Regions from separate parts of the Mus musculus genome. Here all the other regions are linked to region 1. The links are chromatin contacts, called in public HiChIP or PLAC-seq and promoter capture Hi-C maps. All regions are on one chromosome and are shown on one strand. The core of a region is the stretch at or near the end of the contact, and the rest is flanking DNA. Distances in the headings are between cores, read along the strand shown. Region 1 overlaps Gm35884 (a long non-coding RNA gene). Region 2 holds the start of Cibar1 (CBY1 interacting BAR domain containing 1). Region 3 overlaps 1700123M08Rik (RIKEN cDNA 1700123M08 gene).

Evidence for each region. Promoter capture Hi-C pulls out the DNA fragments that hold promoters and counts their contacts. HiChIP or PLAC-seq counts read pairs in DNA pulled down with a chosen protein or histone mark.
Region 2: a contact with region 1 is called in a promoter capture Hi-C map of 3T3-L1-derived adipocytes, with 4 times the contacts expected there. The contact joins the promoter of Cibar1 here to the enhancer-like site in region 1. A contact is called at or near these places in 10 of 39 promoter capture datasets (the 3T3-L1 cell line, 3T3-L1-derived adipocytes, the C10 cell line and 5 more), 1 of 15 datasets of contacts at CTCF or cohesin (the NIH/3T3 cell line), 1 of 484 Hi-C or Micro-C datasets (bone marrow-derived macrophages) and 1 of 115 datasets of contacts at active chromatin or transcription factors (large pre-B cells).
Region 3: an H3K27ac HiChIP or PLAC-seq map of vascular smooth muscle cells shows a contact between it and region 1, with 6 times the contacts expected there. The contact joins two enhancer-like sites. A contact is called at or near these places in 4 of 115 datasets of contacts at active chromatin or transcription factors (epiblast stem cells, fibro-adipogenic progenitors, large pre-B cells and 1 more).

Annotation. Positions count from the first base shown.
Region 1 is chr4:11,669,784-11,674,514 of GRCm38.p6, reverse strand. It overlaps Gm35884 (a long non-coding RNA gene), which reads left to right. Exons shown (of 4, transcript XR_881129.1): 2 at 2,237-2,406. Among named protein-coding and RNA genes, the nearest start is that of Gm35884, 4.0 kb to the left of the region's middle. Within about 2 kb of position 2,049, at least 104 of the 459 cell types and tissues checked have an H3K27ac peak or open chromatin away from gene starts, as enhancers often do. A contact at or near this core is called in 3T3-L1-derived adipocytes, the NIH/3T3 cell line, fibro-adipogenic progenitors and 2 more, where this site is marked.
Region 2 is chr4:12,169,679-12,174,409 of GRCm38.p6, reverse strand. Cibar1 (CBY1 interacting BAR domain containing 1) reads left to right here and starts at 2,395. Exons shown (of 9, transcript NM_026558.5): 1 at 2,395-2,712; 2 at 3,192-3,426. The coding sequence starts at 2,480. Gm46846 (a long non-coding RNA gene) reads right to left here and starts at 377. Exons shown (of 2, transcript XR_001784247.2): 1 at 1-377.
Region 3 is chr4:11,988,303-11,993,033 of GRCm38.p6, reverse strand. All of the region lies in intron 4 of 1700123M08Rik (RIKEN cDNA 1700123M08 gene), which reads right to left. Among named protein-coding and RNA genes, the nearest start is that of Gm52722, 4.6 kb to the left of the region's middle. Within about 2 kb of position 2,298, at least 163 of the 459 cell types and tissues checked have an H3K27ac peak or open chromatin away from gene starts, as enhancers often do. A contact at or near this core is called in fibro-adipogenic progenitors and vascular smooth muscle cells, where this site is marked.

The sequences.
Region 1 (4,731 bases), core at 800-3,299:
GAGAGGGCTGACTGTTTTTCATGAATCTTTTCCATGCTAGATTCTGAGGTACAGTGGCAGGCTGTTCCTTCATGGAGGGGCCAGAAGGGCTGCTTAGAAGGCAGGGCAGTGTGACAGTGAGGGGCAGCTAAGCATAAAGGAGCAGTGTGCCTCCCACATCCAGCAGCCTCACTTAGACACCCGGGGGCACAGTCAGGCTTCAGTTCACATGGGTGGATCCAGGCCAGGCCACGTGCTACCTGCAGAGCCCAGTCCCCCATCCTGAAGTGTAGATCCACCAGAGCCACTTCTGCAGCTGGTTTACATCCTGTCTCTGTTTTCTTCTCCACACAGGGCATCTGTCTCTGTGTTGATGCTAAAAGTCTGTTGGAGTCTGGCTGGCTGCATCTCATGGATTTCTCTAGCAGGCTGATTTGTAACTTTCTTGGATAACAGATTTTTTTTTAAAAGTGACTTTATCCTTTAGCCAAACATTTTGCCTGTAACTTCAGGGATCCTGTCTGTGCTAGGAAACACCTGGTGAATTCTCAGTGCCTTTGACACGAGGTGGAAGGGACATGCAGTGATCTTGACTGTGAGACACTGGCACAAGGGCAAAGGAGCCTCTTGGAAGTCACCTCCTGGGAAATGTTCAACTGAATTCTCCCTACTCATGTTCACACTTGGTGAGCTGTTTGCCTTCCAGAGCTCTTGCTATGCTCCAAGGAATGGAAAGAACGGCTCTGATGCTGCCCTGGGGGGTGGGGGTGGCCACCACATCTGCCTTTGCCATGCACTGGCTTAGTGATCCTGGGCAGGTGTGAAAAAATCGCTCTTCAGTTTTCCTATCTGTGAACCGTTGAGAGTAACAACACTTTAAATGGGTCTGCCTCATGCAGTTGTTAGGGGGAAAAAAGTGAAGAGCCTGGCACATAGTAAGACCTGTGTAAGTGGGCAGGACCATCAGTGATTACAGCAGCCCTTGTGCCCCGCTTTCCTATCTCTCAGGCCCCAGGAAAGACTCCCTAACCTTGATCTTGAGGCTGGTGGAATGGATGCTTGACATTGAGTCTATTACCTGGGAGTCCTGGAAGAGCCAGGCAGATCCACAAATATCTCACAGTGTGAGAGGTCTGGAAGCTGACGTTTCAGAGCCGTGTGGTGGTGTTAGCAATTCCCTGATGTCTTTCATTCTTCTCTCAGGGGTCCAGGGAACTCAAGCTTATTTCTGAGTCTATCTGTCATAGGCTATGAAACGGATCATGCAAAGCAGCAGATGAGAGGAACCCTGCTTCCTTTCCGCAAGTTTCCTGCTGTTTCAGCTGTATATACCTCCTCCCATTCTAGCTGAGTCTTGGGACAGAGGGAAGGGAGGGAGGGTTTCCACTCTGCAGGAAGGCTCCTGTCAATTTGTTTGCTATACCCGTTGCCCCTAGTTTATAGTACTTTGACTTTAAAAGAAAAGTTTTTCAGGCAACAGCTGGGCGAAGAGACTCGCACAGGAGTGGGCACGGAGCCAGCTCTCCTCAGCACTGGCTAAGTGTGAGGCTTGCTTTGCGAAAGAACCAGTCCTGTGACGAAAATCCCAGTTGGGCCGCAGCCTGCATAGGGCTGATGTGAGGCCTGGCCCCACGGGTGAACACAGCCTAGACAGCCTATTTGTTCTTGGCTGACTAGAGATGGCACAGTGCACATCTGGGATGAATCAACTGTTGGCCAGTTACTAAATAATAAAATGCCCAGGCAGAGTGTGAGTCGGTGCCCTGTTTACAGCAGGTTAGAGGCACATGCGCTGTGCTGCCCCAGAGCAAGACATAAAATTACAGGACTGTCGTTTCCTCTCCAGTGGTTCCTGAAATAGGCTTGCTAGGGGTTGCTTTTTTAAAGCAAGTAAGCAAGCATGCAAGCAAGCAAGCAAACCTGCAAACAGACAACCACAAAACAACTTGGAGCCAATGAATTCTTTTCAAACAAGTTTCTTCTGGAAGCCAGGGTTTTGTTTCCTTGCCAAGGGAGCAGGTTCTCTCTAAGTTGCAGAGGGTGCCTCCTGTGAGCTCTGGAGAGACATGAAGGAGGCAGGCTAGCAGCAGCTGGGCTGTGGCAGGCCAGCCAGGCTTCACCCTCCACAGCTCAGTTAGTCCCCCGAATTGCTCTTTTCAAACAGCTGTCTGCCTGCATGCAGGGGCCTCAATTCTCGAGAAGGGTGGTGTCTCTATTGTCCTAGGCTGCATAACCTTTCTGCTAATGTCCTTTGCAGTGTATTAGGTGTAATATCACATGCCGAGAGAGACCCTTCCAGGACAGAACAATCGAGCTGGGGGAGACCGAAGCGTACTTCTATACACAGTGAAATGGCCAGACTTAGGAAAAGAACATCCCCAGATGGAACACACAACACAGTGGATGACCTGCCTCCTCCTGTGCTAGGTGAGAAACAGGAAGGAGACTGAGGAAGGGGTCAGGGCTTCCACAAGAGGTGGCCCACGCTGGGCTTTCAAAACTCTGTGATTAGACAATGAGATCCTGCCCACAGTAGTGACAGTGACTGTGTACAGGGCAATCTGCTAAGCTGTATGCATGTATTAATTCTGTCTACCAGTGATTTCTGGTGGATGCTAGGATATTTTTTAGATGAGAGAAGAGCAGATCAGAGAGGGTAAGAAATACATTCAAAGTCACACAGCTGGTATGAGTAGTAGTCTATCTAAATTTGAACACAAGAGTCCATTTTTAAAGTATCAGATTCTCTCTTCTAGTGGTTGGGGAATGCTGCCTCAGCTGCTCCAGGTTCTGCTTGTCTTATCAGGAGACCCTGACTGCACTTTTCTTGGCACTGTTTTGTTTGTGTGCTTGTTTGTTTTGTGTCTTAGTTTAACATCCAGCCTGTTCTCTAACTCTCTATGTAGCTTGGGTTGGCTTTCAACTTGTGATCAACTTGCCTCAGTCTCTTGAAAGCTAGAGTTAGAGATGAACATCACCATGGGGCCAATTTCTGCTGTTTTTGAGATGTTTCTGTGATGAGTAGTCTTGAAAGTTAGCAGTGATGTTGCTTTCTGGAACAGAGGGCAGGCATGCTCACTGCTCATTGCAGAAGACTCCAGTTCTGTAAACACTGGCTTCCCCTTCTGTCAGACAATTCCTCTGCACGAGCAGGCATCAGCTGCCCCTTCATAGCAGACCCTCCCCAAGAGAGACGGTGCTCACGGGGCTGCCTTCTGTGCTGCAGTAGTGAATGTCTTTGTTTCTGACCCTAGAGTTTCATGCCTCCTGCTCATGCCTCTTTGAACTGTGTTAAGACAAGCCATCTGTCTAAGTCACTTTCCTATTACTGTGATAAAACACCTTGACCAAGGCAACTTATGGGGTGAAGGATTTATTTGGTTTCTGGCTCCAGATGGGTAGAGTCCACGGTGGCAGAGCAAAGGCAGCAGGCATGGTGACAAGAATAGCAAGCCGGGAGCTCACATCTTGATCCTCAATCAGGAAGGAAGGACAGTGTACTGAGGCACGAGTCTTTACATTCTCAAAGTCCACTTTCTGTGACATACCTCCTCCAGTATATTCCTGTGACATACCTCTTCCTTCCTAATCCTACCCAAACAGGGCCACCAAGTATTCAGACATCTGAGCCTATAGGGGGTACACTCATTCAAACCACCACACCAGTACTTTTTAAGTAGAGAAAAATCTTAGTCCTTCATAGATTTTGATAGTTGTGTGTGGCATGTATGTGGTGTGTGGTGTATATGTGTGTGTGTGGTGTGTGGTGTGGTGTCTGTGAGTGTGGTGTGTGTGTGTGTATGTATGATATGTGTGTATAGTGTGTAGGTTGTATATGTGGTATATAATGTGTATGTCGTGTGGGTGTGTGTGGTGTGTGTATATTTATGGTACGTGTATAGTTTGTGTGTATGTGTGTGTGGTGTGGCATGTGTATGGTATGTGTGTGTGGTGTGGTATGTGTAGTGTGTGTGGCATGTATGTGTATTCTGTATGTGTGTATATATGGTATATGCACAGTGTGTAGTGTGTCTGTGTATGTGAGGTGTGGTATATATGTGTGTATGTGTGTGTGTGTGTGTGTGTGTGTGTGTGTGTGTGTGTAGTGTGTGCAATATGTATGGTGTGTGTGTGGTGTGGTATGTATATGTAGTGTGTGTGTGTGGCATGTATGTGTGTGGTGTGTGTAGTATGAGTGAGTGTGTGTGTGTGTTTGTATTCTGTACACACATACTTGCACGTGGGGATTAGGCGATATAGAAGTTAGGAAGACTGGGGAAGAGGTGGGGTCTGTAGATGGAGAAGGGAGGTAGGAAGGCGAAGCCTTTGGTGGGGATGAGCATACACAGAGTTACAGCATGGAGAGCTGGGATGGAAGTGGGGATGATTTACAGGCAGCGCATCAAGGCTGGGTGGATTGGAAGCAGAGAATCCTGAGGAAGTAACTGCCAGAGATGAGGTTAGAACCCAGGAGGACCTGGAGTAGCACACAAGAGTGAATCTTAAGGAGTGCATCAGATTAAACAGTGTTCTGTCACAACACTGAATGTGCATTGTTGATTGGCAAGTCTTATCAGTGAAGCAGGTCAGCAGGCTATAGGTCTAGATAGGGCTGGTGCTATACTTGAGGCCTTCAGAGCAGTGGTCCTCAGCCTTGTTGATGCTGCGACCCTTTAATACAGTTCCTCCTGTTGTGGGGACCCCAGCTATGGAATTATTTCGTTGTTTCTTCCTAACTTTAGTATTCCTACT
Region 2 (4,731 bases), core at 1,146-3,645, 500 kb before region 1:
GATAATTAGGCAGACACTTTAAAAGCATGTGTACAATGGGACTTGCCATGTCTTGCTGGCCAGTTTAGAAAGAAGCTATCTGAAGAATCCAGGCTGACCTGGTGGAAAATAAAAGGCATGTTGCCTCAGCTGACAGGTTCCCTGCTGCATGCATGGCATGTTAGGCCACCTGTATCTGTCTACTTTATATTATCATCATAAAATACCTGTGGCTAGTGGGCTGAAGCAGTGGATCAGAAGTTATGAGGGCTTATTGCTCGTGCAGATGTTCGTTTCATTCCCAGAACCGACATGGTGGCTCACAACAGCCTGCAACTCCAGTTCCAGGGAAACCTTTCTCTGGCCTTCCTGTGCACACAAGGTGCATATAAACTCAAGAGGCATTCACATAAACATAATAAATAAATAAATAAATAAATAAATAAATAAATCTTTCAAAAATACTTCAGGCTGACAAGTGTATACAAATACATGTTGATTTGGTTCACAATTCTGGCTAGTAGCTCTGCTCTGATAGACTTCATATAGTGGATTTGGTCATGATGGTAGCAACAGGTATAGATGGAAAAAGTCACATCCAGGTGGGGTAAGACTCTGGTCTATAACCTTTCCAGAAACTAATAATAAGAGACTCAAAAAAACAAACAAACAAACAAACAAACAACCACACACACCTTAATCCCTTCCAAGAGCGGTAGTCTCCATGGCTTTTAGGCTGCTCTCTAAATGTCCACACCTCTCACCATACATTAAAGAGCAAACCAAGCCTCTGCGTCATGTACTCTTTGAGAACACTCAAACCATATTCAAATTGGCCAGTTCTGCTTCAGCCTTCAGGGTACTCAGGCACTGTTTTGCACTAGGCTGGATTGGAAAAAATGAAGAATCACCAGACAGGGTGGGTCCTGGGTCTGCAGGAACTCTGTTGGCTGGACGTTTTTCCAGAGTTACAGCTCTCTTTATTTGAGGAAAATAAGGGCTATATAAACCTTGGGTAGTGGGTAGGTATTTTTCAGGGTGAGTGTACATTATTGGTTGGTACTGAGGTACTGGGAATGCTTCATCTGCATGAAGAGGAATTCCAGGTGCTTAAGCCTGTAATGTAGCCACCAGGCTATGTGACTACCTCAATGGTGGTAGAGGTGTGGGTCACAAGGATACATGCACTACCATGGCATGCAGGCCCAGAACAAGGAGGGAGCAATTCTTACTCCTACTGGTCTTAAGATGAGCTTTTAGGGGGTGGGGTTGGACACATCTGGCTCCCTACCTCCCAATTGCAGAACTTATTTGCTCAGCACCATAGCATTTAGTGAAATTATACTGCTAGTAACAGACTCGCCACCTGGAAAGGCAGGAAAGAACCTAGCTGAACAGAACCAAAGAAGAACCATCTGTGTCGTTTACAGAATCCTAAACTGACTAGTGGAGTTGTGGAAGCCACTAGGCCTTATAATTTGTTTATACAACGAAACCTGACACGGTAGCACATTTCTGGGCTGTGTTATATGTGTTTGACTGTTTGGCTAGCTTTATCATTCCACCAAGGCTGTGAGCACTGTAAGAGCAAAGACTTTATTCTCAGAAATTATGGGCATTTGAGAAGTAGACAAAGCTTGAAGTTGGACCCCAAGTTCACTCGGAAGAGAAGACTCCCTCTCAGAAGCTAGAGGAAGGCTCTGGGTTATCTGTGACTCTTCCAATTGGGGAACCTTCATTCAGGCCCATACCTCGACTGGGTCTAACAATCTTTTTCACAAAGTAGAAACTCAGTTACCTGCAAGAGGGGGAACAGATGGCATTAAAGACCAGTAAAGATGAGGGAGTAAGCACTGGTGTGCTTTTTTTTCTGTTTCTGTTTTGTTGTTACTGTTCTTATTTTTATTGTTGTTATTGTTGTTTGTTTGTTTCTGTTTGGTTAATTTGACCAAAGTTAGAGTTACCCGAGAAGAGGGAACATTCAGAAAATGTCCCTATCAGATTGACCTGTAGGCTGTTTTCTTGATTGATGATTGACATGGAAGGGTAGACAGTATTGCCCCTGTGCAAGAGGTCCTGGGGTATATAAGAAAGTCAATCAAATAGGCCAGCCAGCAGTGTTGCTACATGGCCTCTGCTTCAATTCCTGCCTCCAGGTTCCTGCCCTGAGTTCCTTAAAGAACTGTGACTTGGGATATGTCAGCCAAAGAAATCCTTTCCTCCTCAACTTGATTTTTGTCGGGGTCTCATCACAGCTATAGAAATCTAACTTATAGAGCGGTTCTTTTCCAAAGGCAGCTTCCACGAGCCCACACGTTGTCTCATTCAACAGAGAAGCACAGGGACAAGCTTCGCATTAAGTCTGAACCCCGTTCACCTTTATTTTCCTGTACCCCTTCCGGTTGCTGGTGGGTTGGTTTTCCTCCTTCGCTCCCAGAAGCCTGGGAGGGCTAGAGAGCTGCAGGAGCTGAAGGAGGATGCTTGGTGTTCCCTCTGCCCCATGCCCTCTGGTCTCCCTTGCCCTGCTCTTGACCGCCGGGGCGCGCGCCGCGTCGCCACGGAAACGCCGGGCAGGCGGGGCGGCGCGCACTGCGCGCTCTCAGCTCCCGGTAGAAGTGGCGGCGTCGCCTGCTCCCGCGCGCCCTGGCGGCCCGGAGCCGCGCTCGTTGGGCTCCCATCCTGGGTCCCGGGCGGCGGGAAAGGCAAGATGTTGAGGCGCAATCTGGATGAGCGGTAACCGCCGGGGCCTCGTCGTGCAGGCTGCCCGAAGGAAAGGGCCGGGTGGGAGAGAGGAGCCGGGCCGAGGGCCTGGAAGCCGGTTGGGGCGGGAGGAGGCCGCACGGTCCCCGTGGCGCTCTGCAGTCCGTCCACCCGGATGAGGCGAGTGCCGGGCCGAGAGAGTCTCCCGGCCGATCGGTCCCCCTGAGCTGGGCCGGGCCCTGCCGCGGTACAGAGCCCGGGAGGCCGCAGGTGCCCAGGCCGCAGCAGCGCCGCCCCTTCTCGGCCCACCAGGCCCGGGCCCTTTCCCGGGCCTGCAAGGTTCTAGGCAGGACCAGAGCCTGCGTGAGGTCCTAGAGAAGGCGCGGGCCTCTGGAAGAGTTGGGAATGTTGCCCTTCAGGGCTTTAGGGAGGCCCGGGAATGTTTGCACGTAAAATTAACGGGGCACCTTCTTACTGTTTTAAGAACAGTGTTCTGTGTCTCCTTTTTCTAGAGATGCTCAAACAAAACAACTGCAGGATGCTGTCACAAATGTGGAGAAGCATTTTGGAGAGCTTTGCCAAATCTTTGCTGCTTATGTACGGAAAACTGCCAGGCTTCGAGACAAAGCCGACCTCCTAGTGAACGAAATCAACCTGTATGCCTCTACCGAGACACCAAATTTAAAGCAGGGTCTGAAAGACTTTGCTGATGAGTTTGCCAAACTTCAAGATTATCGCCAGGCAGAGGTATGAAGTGAGGTTCTGGTGTCATAGCCAAATTCCTACAAAGTGTGTAAAAATTGTGGACTTTTCGTTGTAACCTACCCAGCAGTGGTGAATGTACCCTTGATAAATGCCTTTCCTGTCTGTAACAGTGTGGGTTCGCTATATGGAACCTTTCTGTGACCTGATAGCTTTCAAACTAAACGTCAGGTGTGGTTGAAGTCTGAGTTTACCACTGCATTTGCCAACAGGGTAACAGGGAACATGCATCCAGAAAAGGTAACCTATATAGCAGTCGTGCAGAAGAAAAGCACCTGTATGGCCTGTGTGGGCCAAGTGCGTTTTAAAGAATGACTAGAAATGGAAATGCTGAAAATGACAAAATCACAAAGTACTAATAAATGGGCTACACGTTGCTGATTTTCCCATGGTTTGAAAGTCGAACGAAATCGGAAAGCTATGATTTATAACACAAGTGATACAGCTGAGAGGCTGGCTGTGTGTTTGCTTTGAGTGACCAGAGCTTTGCTCTTGGGAGATCTTTCTAAAATACAGTCTTTTCTTAATACTGCATAAGCGTTTTCACTTACTTCTTATAGGTACCAGTTAACATAGTTGGCTCGTTCAAATTCCATTGCTTTTTTTTTTACTTTTGTAACAAGCCCCATTGATCTTTCTTATGCTTAAAGCCTAAAACAAATTTTCACTTACTGAAAATTAAAAAGAGAAATAATCTATGAAGTTATCATCATCATGTATATAAAACTCGAATACTAATCCCCTGGGGATAACTATAAGAAAAATGTTGAGTTCTTGGCATACATTTCTTCTATAACAAGAAATACTCAGTTATACATGGTAACTGGAGATGTAATGTTTCAGAAATAGTTTTTATTCACAGATAATCCTAAAGTCCTATTTTACCAATAAGTTCCCCTTTCTAGAAAAATTTTATGCTAGTTATCAAATAGCAAAGTGGATTGATTTGCGTTTGCTCTGCTCTGTTTCCCTGCTTACCAAATGGTGGAGATGCTAATGAACATGGCAAAGGTAGGCAAGGGAAAGACAAGGGAAGCTGTTAGGACAGACACGGATAGACCTCACAGTGTGTGGTAGTAGAGCTGGTGGACATTAGACTGGCCCGAGGAGTCATAACATTGATCTTAAAATTCTGAAATTTAAATGATTATTTTTTACATTTTCCAAAACTCTTTTAAAGTGAAACATCCATATGACATCATTTCCAAACACTAAAGAACTAACATGAAATGAAATGAAATGAAATGAAATGATTAGGTAAACATTTACCATTGTAAAAAGCATTTTATT
Region 3 (4,731 bases), core at 1,049-3,548, 320 kb before region 1:
AAGTTTAATTAGCAACTAGCTAAAAGGAAAGGGAGAGAGGAAGGTTATGCTAAAGGTACTTAGGGGAACTGTCCTGGGACAGCAGAAGCCTCAGAAGGACTTCACAGAACAGCGGAAGACTCAGACTGGCTTCCTTGGAAGGTCTCTCTGGAAGCAGATAGATGGCAAAGTGGAGGAGAAACCAGAAAATGGCGAAAGGGAGGTGTTGGCTTTGATGGCTTTATTTTTAGTCTCTCTCTGTATCTGTCTGTCTGTCTGCCACCCATGTGCATGTGTACATAATGAGGGTTATGTATGCTATAACATGTACTTGGAAGTAAGAGAACGAATCCATAGTTTGTTCTCTCCTCCTACCTTTACCAGAATTCTGGAGATCAAACTCAGGTCACCATGAGGTTGCTGGCATGGCAAGCAATCTTACCCACTGAGCTATCTCACTGGTCCTGTGACAGTTAATTTAGTGTGTCAATTGACTGGGCCAGCCAGTGAGCTGTCCAGATAATTGGACAACTCTGCAAGAATGTTTCCAAGTGGGGTTAACATGTGACTCCGTAGAGGTGAAGCAAGCTGTCCCCCACCCCAGTGCAGATGACTCTACTCCATCAGCTAGTTGGAGACCTGAATAGAACAAAAGGAATGAATAAGAAGAACTCTTTCCTTTTGCTTGATTGTCTCCAAATTGGGTGCAACTCTTCTGCCTGTTGACTCTGACTTAGTTCTGAGCTTATACTATCCATTCTCTTGGTACTCTGGCCTTTGGCTGCACCACTGAGTCTCCTGGGTCTGGAACAGCAGTCTCCAACATCAGAAGACATGAACACATTACCATTCTGTCTCCTTGTACTTCAGGATAACCCTCATGCACTGGAGTAAACTAATGCCGCCTCCTGTCTAGCTAAGTTGCCTTTCCAACAAGTATCTAGGCAGACCAGGAACTCCCTTGAGACCCTTCTAGTCCCTGCTTCTCCATGATCCACAATCCGTATCTTAGAACTACAGACCTTTTGAAATTTGCATTCAGCATCTGGTTTGACTTTCTTCTTTTTCTTAGTCCCCTCTTTACCACTATCACCATGCTAAAGACACCCCATCCCTCAGACATTTGTACCTCTTGCACCAACCATCTCCATTCTCTGCTGTGCCCTTCCCCATTCTCTCTCTGGCTGGATAAGTGCTAGCAAGCATTTGAAATCCATCTTAAGTGTCACTTCATCAACATGTCCATCCCCAAAGTTATACAGCCCCAGTTATGCTCCATTCTGTATGAAAGAGTGTTCTCCATTGTGGCAGGAATGAATCTTTTCATGGCACCTATTTCTATCACTAGATAGAAGGCTTCACAGTTTCAGCTTTGGACCCCAGGGATCTAGCAAATAAGAGGAATTCGGGCCCTGAGTGCTGGAATTCTGAATATAAGTAGGAACATGAAGGTGTGGTAAAAAGATGCAAGGCACAAAGGAAACAGATTGAAGCTGTACTACATCCCCCAAGGCAGACTTCTCTTTAGATGTTGTCCTACTTAGGGTTTTACTGATATGATAAAATATGATGACCAAATGCAATTTGGGGAAGGAACGTGTCTATTGTATCACAGTCCATCACTGAGAGAAGTCAGGGCAGGAACCTAGAAGCAGAAAGTAAATAAAGCAGAGGCCATGAAGGAATGGGCCTTGCTGAGGCCCACCTGTCCAGGGATGGTGTCACCCTTACTGGGCTACTCCTCAGCAATCTAACCAATGTCCCACAGATTTGCCTCAAAGTCAGTCTAATGGATACATTTTCTCAACTGAGGTTCCTTCTTCTCAGATGACCCTGGGTTGTATCAAGTCAACAAAAACTAAGCAGCAGAGATGTCTTGTTTAGTAAACATGTTGTCTTTCCTAGCAACCATATACACTGTGGCCTTGTTTTCATAAAATTTATTTTTGTAAAAGTTCTTATCAGTTTCTAACTGGGCTTTGTTGTGTGACTTTTCCTCGTGAGAGGTCTGCAATGTTCATTCATTCCAGATACGGTGCCAATGAGTGATCAAAGAAAGGATTTTACCAAGGTCTATGTTGACCCAGTCAGTTTATTGGGGTTATCCACAGGGGTAGGGGTGGCACACAAGCAGCCACAGCATTGAAAAGATCACCCCAGCATGGGTGATGACTCAGGAAAAGTGTATCCCTGAGAGCCCCCTGCCCAACATGCTGCAGCTGCACTGAAAAAAAGAGTCTTACAGGCCTCCACCCAGCCCTCACCCCACCCCAGCAATATCAACTTGGGAAGGAGTCTCACAAATCTTGTAACTTTCCAAGCCTTCCGCGTCCTCTGAGCCACTCCCCATTTCCTCCAGGAAGGGAAGTTTCAATCTGGAGGAAACAGTTACACTGAAAGGCCTGAAGAGCCTTGCGTGATTTCATACTGGAGAAAGTTCCAGAACATACGTATTCTGCCTGGTACTTCTAGGTTCATTGATTCCCATGATATCAGTATCCATTGATGGCATGGTTTAATGTGAAATTAACATTTTAAACAGGATAGAAGTTCAAGAGAATATTCTCTGCTCTTTTTTTTCAATGATGACTAAACACACACTCAGGGTTTTGAAAGTCAAGCTCTGTAGCTCATACAGTGTGAAAACCATAGAGTAGTTAGTCATGTTTTGTAATGAAGCTTGGCAAAATCTAATGCGAAGATTAAAAGGGAAAACAGATTTATTTTTGGCAGTTGACAGTTTAGGCCTGGTGAGTTTCTTATCCTGACTCCTATTAAGCAAGAGGAGAAAACACCTAAATATAGGATCTTAAGAATGAAACTCCAGAGGGGATAACAAAAGTTGGTTTCATTATGTTAAAAGCAATGCAAAGACCAGAAAAGAAAGTGCTTGACACCATTAGACCGTACAGGCAGTTGGCCTTGATGTTTTGCTGCTGAGCAACTGGGGAAATGAGTTATTTCCACTGTGGCCCAAAGCTGCAGGTTTCTCCTATGACTCATCCATTAAAAAGCTTGGTATGAGGAAGGGCTTTGAAGCCTTGTGGCCTCTCTCTGTTAACCCATCGGTGTAAAGCCAGGCTGGACTTCAGCAGGAGTTTTGTGGGTCAGTTTTATTGGGACACTCTGAGGTTTGAGGTCAAGTGATTTCATCCTTCATTTTAAAAAATACATAATTGCAATTTTGTATGTACACATGGATAGCCACAACACCTTCAGACCAATTCTTATTCTCCATTCTGCAGGCTAATGTAAACATGACCACCTTAACTTTGGGGAACAGTGAACACAGACTTTTCTTTTTCTCCTCTGAGTTAAATGAAGAGATATATGCAAACTGCCTAGCTCAATGCCTCACACATACTCCTTGTTCCCACAGTAGCAGCTAATGAAGGTGTGCTGTTATTAGCATTAATGATATGCGTTGGGTAGATAGCTGGCTAGAAGTCAGAGACCCAGTATGCAAAGTGGCTCAATGAGTCTTTATGCAAAGACTTGGCTTATGCCATTGTAAACCTGTGTTTACTCACCTATTACTTAATCTACTTTCACTTCCTTCCAACTTTCTAACTTCAGCCCTTTTAACCCCGTGAACGTAGTGATCAACACAGGGGGTGCTCATAGCTCCATGCCCCAGGCTTCTTCATTGCTCCTGACATTGTCTTCAGCCAGAGCAGGTCTTATGTCTGGCCTTCTGTGAAGCAAGAAGAGCTCTGAAATGGTTGGCTCTGTGTGGCTGCATAAATGCTTTGCAAAGCCACAACCCAAAAGATGTTTGCTGCAATGTTTTCCAAATCCAGGGACAGCCTGACTAAAAAGTCTTTTAGTAAAAGCTTGTTCTCAGATAAAACTCAAATTTGTCTGAGTCAGTAACAAGAGATACTATTTCATTTTCAGTGAGAAAGATGGCAACTTTGTCCCATAAACCCGATGGAATTTAATCATTTCAACTTGGGAATAGAAAACTTTTACTTGAAAAAATAAAACTGCCCACACTAGCTTTAGATAAGGGGCAGACGATGAGGACAGTATAATTTCTGCCCCTTGCATCTAGATGGCTTGTTCCCCTTCAAAGCCTTCGTCAGACATTTTGCTAAGTCTTCCCACAACTGTGGCACAGGCAGGTGGGGCAGCTCCCAGAATACAGCCATTGCTTAAAGAAGAAAGCTGGTCTCCAGAGGTCATGTGACTCTTGCTTGGGTCAAACTAACTTATTATCTTATGCACACCACCAGACATGTGACTCCCATGCTCTCTAGGCTCCCACACACCTCCCAATCCTTGGGATATATCTGAACAGCAGCGACTCTGCCTTCTCCATTAGTTGCCTTGGAAGCTAGCAAAATATTTTGGCATTTTCATGTGATAAAAGTAAAAGAAGTTTACAAAAAAAAAATTGCAACTTCTCAAGAAGGGCTGCTTGCTAAAGGGTGAGGGGAGGGAAGACTCTATCAAGAGATTCTATATAACCCTCATCAGCTGAGCACTTTCAAGGGGGTTGTTCCATGATAAGCATTCCACTATGAAAAAGGTCCCTGGAAAGGGTCATGCCCAAATAAAAAGCACTACCTCTCAGAACATTTCATGGAGACATTTATTTGATTAAACGAATGCTACAAGAGATGCAGGTCTGTGAATCAGAAAAAAGGGCATCTTTGGCTCATGGCATAGATTGTATTCAGTCCTCTCTGCTGTTAGGAAATGTGTCATATGTGTTTCTTGCTTGGGCTGGGGAAGAAAGGACCTCCTGTG